Regions from separate parts of the Drosophila melanogaster genome. Here region 2 is linked to region 1. Evidence: chromatin contacts called from public Hi-C data. All regions are on one chromosome and are shown on one strand. The core of a region is the stretch at or near the end of the contact, and the rest is flanking DNA. Distances in the headings are between cores, read along the strand shown.

Region 1 (3,751 bases), core at 401-2,900:
ATGCTTGGGGGCAGCACTATTTCTGAATTATCAGCGCAAAAAGTAGGGTTAGGTTAATTTTATACGCTTCTTGCTTTTGCTCTGTTTTATTTTTTGCTGGATCTTTCTGCGGCGCTGGCAGTGTGTGCGTTTATGTGTGACTGTTGCGAGGCTGAGAGTGTGTGCGAGTGCCGTGTACAGCGTGTATTGGGTAACAGCGCCCGTAGAGCTGCGAAAACTCCGCCGTATAGTTGCATTAATGTAAATGCATCCAGGTGCCCGGCACACACGCACACAAACAATGCACATTTGCATTGCACTTTCACGCACACGCATCGCACACACACTTATCCCACACTCTCGCAAAAGTAACGGAAGCGATGACTGCACTACACGTTGCCTTGCCCACCACACACACACATCCTTATACCTTTTTCACCACCCTCAAAATTTCTAATCTGCTCCTAATTACTAACTTATTAATTAAATGGTAACTCCACAGCTCATTTTCTCCCTTCCCTCTTGCACGCTTCTTTCCCCCCGCTTCTTCTTTCTTCTCCTCGGTTACTACCTACGTTTCACATTTCTTGCATAAAATTTTTCTCCCGTTGAAAACTGATGTCTGTTCGCTTTTTTTTTAGACTATCATTTTGGTGTATCGCAAAGGGTTCTGTTCTTTCTTTTTTTAGTCCGTTTCGCAAAGTTTTTTGAGATATTCCTTTTTTCACATACCTTATTGATTCTTTTTAACGCCATTTTCTGATTGAAATTTGATTTTCTGGGTTGTGTGTGTGTTTGGTTGGTTGTGTGTGTGTTTGGTTGGTTGTGTGCTGGTGTTGGTGTCTCGCGTATTTCTTTTGTTCTTCGCACAGAATTGGGTTTTATTCAATATATAATCCTCCTGCTTAGAATTGAACGAAAAACGAAACACAAAGCTGCGTTGCGCCTCTAGAACTTTGATGCTTAAATATGGCTCTTTCGGTTGAGTGTCCCTTGTCACGAAATAAAGCAGCACCAGCGCACTGCAAGTAAAAACGGCGACCCGACGAAGACTACGGCGACGATTATTTTTTCACAATCAATGCGGGGCCTTTCGACCGTTTGTGCGATAGAGACGACCGTTAGTGAGCTGAGAACGCAACGAAGCACAATCGTTACACCGAAGTGTAAGCCCGAGCGAGAGGAATGGTGTGTCTGTGTCGTGTGGTAGTGTTGTGAAGCGGAAGTCCAGCAGAGCAGTCCAGCTATATGACCTTTTCGCTAGGGGTGGCCAGATCGATTGGGTGGCAACGCCTTTTAGGTGAGGGATGAATCAGTTAATTACAATTTGATTGCCAATGCAAGACTCTTCATACTCACTTTAGTTCGGGAACAGCCAGAAGAAATAGTTTTACCGGCAGCGAGGAGGTGTTATATTTTATTCGAACTACCTTCTTATCGATGGTGCGTGCGCCCAAAAGCTTGCAACTTGTATGTAAATTTGTTAACACCCAACGTGTTGCAGGCTGCCGGAATGTTTTTACTGAGCAATTTTGAGATGTTGGTAATCCGAGTTCTTGAAAACTTTCCGACTAGCTACTGAGTTCTACAACTGAATTGACAGGGCGTTATTTTAAAATTTAAATTCACTCCAGAGCGCTGGTCTGGCAAGGCCGACGTGCCAATTCAGGATACTTGTCGATATTTTCCGTTGTGCTATCGATAGTTTTTGGGAATAACAGGCGTTAGTAGATTTTTAGTATTTAGATTTTATTATCATAAGGATGAAAATATTTTTAACAAAATAAACTGGTTCATTTAATTTAACTTTTTATTTTCTCACTACTCCAAATGGCGCTTCCGCTGTCTGAAACTGCCGTTATAATAGTATGAACAGTTAAAACAATCGACGGTAGCTGAATTTAATCAATGCAGCCCTCTTACCCTATACATCGATAGTATCGCATAAACATCGATTTTGGTTCCAGCTCTAACTTTAACTGTCTGCAAAATATTTCAAACAAAAGTGTTTGTTAATTAAGTAATATACTTAATATTAGTGGCTGTTTTGCTTCGACATTGATCGAATTGCGGTTGTGCAAGTGTTTTGTTTGATTTGTTGGCGTGTTTTTCCTAGTTTGGCGGCCCTTTGAACTCGTTCGTGTATCGCCATCTCTCTCCCACCCCCGCAATCGGCTTCGTGCGTATTTTTTTGTGAATTTTTACACAGAACTCACACTTTTGTATGGCCCAAGAATTTGTACAATATTTTTGCACTTGAAAAACAAGAAATAATGAAGAAAGCCAAGATAAACGCGACGATGTGCAAGTGCTAATCATTCAGTTTTGGCAAGCGCTGAACTTCGCTGACTTCTTGAACAGCAAAAAAGATGGAGGAGGATAATGCCAAGGTCCTAAGTAATAACAACAAGAACAACAGAAACAACAATAAGGGACGCCAGCAGCTGCAGGGACACGCCCACAGCTCCGCCACCGCCCACGCCTCCGTCGATATATTTATATTCGATTTATAGTAGCTGTAGTTGTAGTCATGCCAACAACAAAAACGCAAACACAGACAACAACAACTTGCAGCGAAGAGGAAGAAGCGGCGATAATACGAGAAAATTGCGATACGCCAATGGCGACCCCAGCAAATGCAACAACAGCAAACACAACAACTGCAGCACCCATAACAACAACAACAACAACAGTAAATACGCGCAGACAAGAAGAAGCAGCAGCAGTAGCTTCCACACCTAGTGTTACGAAAACGGCAACAACAACAAACATACTAGCCGCTGCAGCGGGATGCCACAAGCCGTTATTCTTCAGCCGCCGCTTTCAGGACAAACGGAACTTTAGCTCGCTACCGCTCTTCGTCTACGCGACCTCGCCATCAACGCACGCCCACTCAGCGGACGGAGTAGGCGTGGCCAAGGAGGCAGCCGCGTTTTGCCACAAGGTGAGTTTGTTGCACAAAGAACCAGATAAACTTGTAATATTAGGAGAACAAGGAACTTCTATAATTGCCAATCAAATATAATATATCCCCTTTAAGTTATGTATTATAAAATGTAGTATTTTATTTAAACTTTGATAATGCCATTTGTATGTATTTAGATTTAACCCCAAAACAGGAAAAGAAAACCAAAAATAAAGAATTCTGGTTGGAACAGAGAGTTTCCAGTTCGAGGGATTCGTTTGGCATGTCACAGAATTGTAATTGTAATAAAACCCCCATGGGTTTTAATACTCATTTTCTACCTTCCACTCTGCCATCTCTTTTTTTCGAGCAATCGCACCGCTCTTTCCGCTCTAAACTTGCGTAATGGATCACTTCCGCTGCACTTGCAACTTGGGTCGTGTCATATCTGAATATATAATTCCCGCCCAATTCATAGTTTAAACAGTAAGCTCCGCCTAAGAAGAACGCGCTAATAACTCCGTGGTTATACTTAAATGAGTTCTTGATCCAGATTATAAATTTAGATACCTAATATTCAAATAGATATAGCTTTAGAAAAGTTGTAAGTTTAGCATGGTTGGTTGTTTCGTTTGTAGCCACTAACTACTGTATTATATTTATAAACGTTCTGCTTGGCTGCCGCAGTCCGCCTATCTGTTCCTCTCGGAAATCGGTGCATGCAGAATCAGATCTCCATTGGAAATGCGTTTTTAATGTTAATCACGAGCGGCTTTAAAAAAATTGTTTACACTGCGTTTTTTTTGGGCTGTTTGTTTTTTTTTTTATATATTTTTATATCAGTACCTTTTTTCGAGTTTCTGCAGC
Region 2 (3,941 bases), core at 943-3,442, 1.2 Mb after region 1:
CATTCGGAATCTGGTCGGCTGTGACCCTAGTACCTTGAAATTTGATGGGGCTATCAGTTGTGTCAGCCCATTAAAAGTGCCCCAGCTAGTAAATATAGTTAGTTGACCCCTTACCACCACACAGCATACCCGATTTAGTTTTCAATTTGGTTTGCTTTCGATTAATACAAAACCCGGCTTATCTGTGCTTCGTCACGATGAAATGGCTGCGGATTATGGCATGGGCACACCATCCATCCATGGAGTAGATTATTTATGTCTACGAGGGGTGCTAAACGCGACCCGATCGTAATGGAGTCTGTGTCTCAATACTCCAAAACAATAATAATTCCTGCAGCAGTACGAGGGATTCGGTGCGTGGTACAGGATGGCCTTATCTCTGGCCCGTAGTAATGCCCGTCTTCCCCAGTTTCTTTATAATGGTCATTATTAAATTGTATTATAAGAGTCAGCTCAAACAAAACAAAAGCAAGTCCCGAGTTAAAGTCGGTGGCTGATAAGCTACGATTTTCCACTCGCTATATAACACTGCGAGAAAAAATATACCAGATCTTATACAGATTTCAAATATGAAATTCTGTACATGATTAAAGCTAAACGTAGCAGGATAGTTTAAATGAAATGTAGTAATAGTATCTAAAATAACATGATGACAAGATAATAGGTTATTAAAATAGGTTATTAATAGTATCTTACAATCTTTGCCTCTGCATTCTTCTCAGTGCATTCCCTTTTCTCTTACCCACTCACTTTGGCCTTTTATCTTCTGACCACAAGGCATCTTCCGGACTTTGCTACTGCTACTACTGATAGTCCAGCACCCGCACCCGCACCCTTGCATCCTTATCGCAATGTCTCCTCCTCGACTCCTCCCCGCATGGGTGACCCGCACCCTGTGGCCAGGGCCTCCTCCTCTCCCTACTGGCTGGGTCGGATCTTGGTCTGCCCGGCGAGGCGCCGACTTAAAGTTTTCCGCCAGGTTATTTACCTCCTTATCTCGCCAGCATTGTTTTCGCCTCGTCACCCGCTCCTTGCTTCTGATTCGTCTGGTTTTATCAATGTTTCTGTTTGCAATATGTTTGTTCTCAGCTTTTTGTTATTGTTTCTTGATTACTGGTTCTCTTATCACGACGCGTGACGTCATAAGAGCCGGCATTTTGCTATTAGATAGGAATATCTTTACATTTTTTTATCGTTTTTTTTTGGAAACGTGCTTGCTTTTTAGTTTTTTAAAATTACCAGACTCTTTGGCATTTCCCTGGTGGGAAATAAACTTCATCATAAACTTCATCGAAAGGGGGGGTGTGTAGGGAGAATAGTAGGAGTGCCATAGATAGGCAAGGTCGTCTGCCAGGCTTTGTTATCGGTTTGGTTTAATGTAGATCAGTCTCTATTTATTGAGCGCAAAAAAAATGTTATATCTTTCATAAACCATCTTTACTAAACCGGAAAATATCTTAGATATAAAAGAGAAAAGTGGGATTTATATTAGGAACTTATATTTTTGATTTAGAAAAAGATTAGTTTGGAAGAGCTTGTATCTTTGAGAAATAATTAGAAATTGGGTATTTACAGGATTGGATCTGGGGGAATTTATATATATTTTTTTTTAGTAAGTTGGTTAAAGATCCTTTCTCTACTGTTTGGTAAGCATTCGAAACAGGAACTTATGTACATTCCGCTATAGTGGCCAGATTCCGAATGCTGTCGTCACCAAATCAAATCTGGCCAAAGCAGGCCAGATGATAAGGACCTATGGCATATACTCACCAAGTCGGAGAGCGAGAGTTGCCCCGATAAGGATAGTCGCGCGACCGACGCGTGATGCAACTTAATCAAATCGTGTTTTGGTATCGCCCACCCTGCCTCTCGCTCTATCTGTGCCAGCGTCCTGCTCGCTCCCGTGTGGCGTCCATGCGGCGGAGATGGCGCCTGTGGGGCTGGCAATCGTGGAATCGGAATCGGGCCCGGCTCAGATAGCCATATCTTGGCGGCGTCCAATCAGCGGAACCGGCGACAGCCAAACTACGCCAAAGTACCGAGTACACGGCGCAATGAGTTCGACGGTTGCGTCGCCGATAATAAGTACAATCGTTACTTTGCTGTTGTTGCGTTTTTGAAAAGGTGATATGAAATGTGCTCTGATAAGTTTTAATCAAGAATATTTTACTCGCATTGCTTTGGGTGGCTCCCGGCCGAGTAGCATTTGAAAAGTTGTAGTAGTAGGTCGGAGCTCGGATGCGGGTCTGGTCGGGTCCACTCCCAACCGAACCCATCCCGTGCCATCCCATCCTATCGATTGCATCCGGCACACCGGTGCGGATTCGTGGGTCGTGTCCCGGCGATTATCACCGTGATCTGTTGGGCGTGAAACCGAAGAAAACCCTTTGAGCGTGGAAAAATGTGAGGAAAGTTGCGCCGGCGCAAGGGAAATCCTTCAAACGTGTGTTTAACCACAAAAGCGACGTGAGTTTAACCAACATAATCGACGGTTGGGCGCCCGGAAAAGCCACCACCCGCCTCCTCATCGTTCCCCGAAAGAGTTGTGATCCGTCGGCGTGACCTGTGTGACACTTTCATTTGCCGGGTTAACGCCCCCTCAAAGTCCGGACAGTATCGAAACCGAAAATTTAACGCTTGCTTAGCGCCTGAGATCGCCAGATGCCCAGATGTCCGCGGCTCGGTCATCATCGATGAAAACCACATGGGCCGAACGAACGCCCCTCATAATGAGCGCAACGGATCCGAGCACTCGATTCTGGACCTAGCCACAATGGATTTTCAATCGCTGTCGGAATATGCATGGGAATCTGGCCATGGACAACTTGGTAAGTTTCACCAGACGATTTGTTGGCCTTCGGGGGAAGTTGCTCTCAATTGTCTTAACTAACATAAATAATACTAATGGAATGTTGCATATGTGCTAAATGAAGCTACATATGTACATAAATAAATGTCACATAATGTTTAGTCACAACTCTTGGGAAGACATAGTGTACGTATTATTATGAGTCATTGTATTCATTTTTTGCAAACAGTCATGATTTTAATGAGTTTTAGGCTTAAAATGGTTTCTAAGAATAAATATTTCAGTTCAAGTCGCAGTAAGATTATTAAATGTTGTGGAATGCATCCAAGCAAAAAGTGTCTAAGAAAATTTAAGGAATTGAAAAGGGACCGACAGGGAAAAGTAGGGAAAATTATGTCGATTACGAGAAACCAGCATGACGATCAACGAACCCAAAAAGCACAAAACTCCGGATCCCGTCCAGCCAAGGGGTGGGGCATTGCCTTACAGCTCCAGGCAGTGGCACCCAGCAAGTGCCCATATGCGTGCCCGAGTATATATTTTATATATATGTATGTGTATATATATATAAATATATAAGGAGGTTGAAACGACTGAAAAACAAAATGCGAGTCCAAACGATGGGTCCCGTTCCATGGTACCGCTGCCGATCCACTTGGCCCTGCGGTCGTTGAGTTGTGGCGACGACAACAACGAGGCCTTATCAACATCGACTTGTATGTATATGTATAATATATGTATGTGGGGAAAAAATGAAAAGAAAAAATTATTCAAGAAAAATAAGCATTTAAGAAAAGAATTTCAAAACAAATGAAATAAATGTAGTGGGGCCTTATACTATGTACCCATAAATTCATTGCTATACACACATGACTTCCTGCCATAGGTCAGCCATATTGAAAATTAATTATACAAAAAAAATATATATATATATATATATTGTATAACCACACACATATTATAGTCAAGCGAATTGTCGTAGTTAACCGACAATTGCCTTTTGTTGTTCAGCCAGTGATTTTCCAGGGAAACCCTGGATGCATCCCACACAGCCATCCGACTCCCCTGACACGTGCATCTCCATAGCGAAATGCATCCGCAAACAAGTGGGATTTACTTTTGGGTGCCGCGG

Evidence for each region. A called contact is a pair of places that touch in the nucleus more often than the background predicts.
Region 2: a contact with region 1 is called in a Hi-C map of the Kc167 cell line, with 2.7 times the contacts expected there. A contact is called at or near these places in 6 of 107 Hi-C or Micro-C datasets (the Kc167 cell line, the S2 cell line, embryo and 1 more) and 1 of 7 datasets of targeted methods (the Kc167 cell line).

Annotation. Positions count from the first base shown.
Region 1 is chr3R:14,739,669-14,743,419 of dm6, forward strand. eff (effete) reads right to left here and starts at 1,651. Exons shown (of 6, transcript NM_169601.2): 1 at 1,339-1,651; 2 at 712-1,272. The coding sequence starts at 735. It overlaps jvl (javelin-like), which reads left to right and starts at 1,914. Exons shown (of 6, transcript NM_142132.4): 1 at 1,914-2,923. The coding sequence starts at 2,510.
Region 2 is chr3R:15,983,960-15,987,900 of dm6, forward strand. srp (serpent) reads left to right here and starts at 2,193. Exons shown (of 8, transcript NM_001275690.1): 1 at 2,193-2,828. It overlaps lncRNA:CR44133 (long non-coding RNA:CR44133), which reads left to right and starts at 2,222. Exons shown (of 2, transcript NR_074017.1): 1 at 2,222-2,828.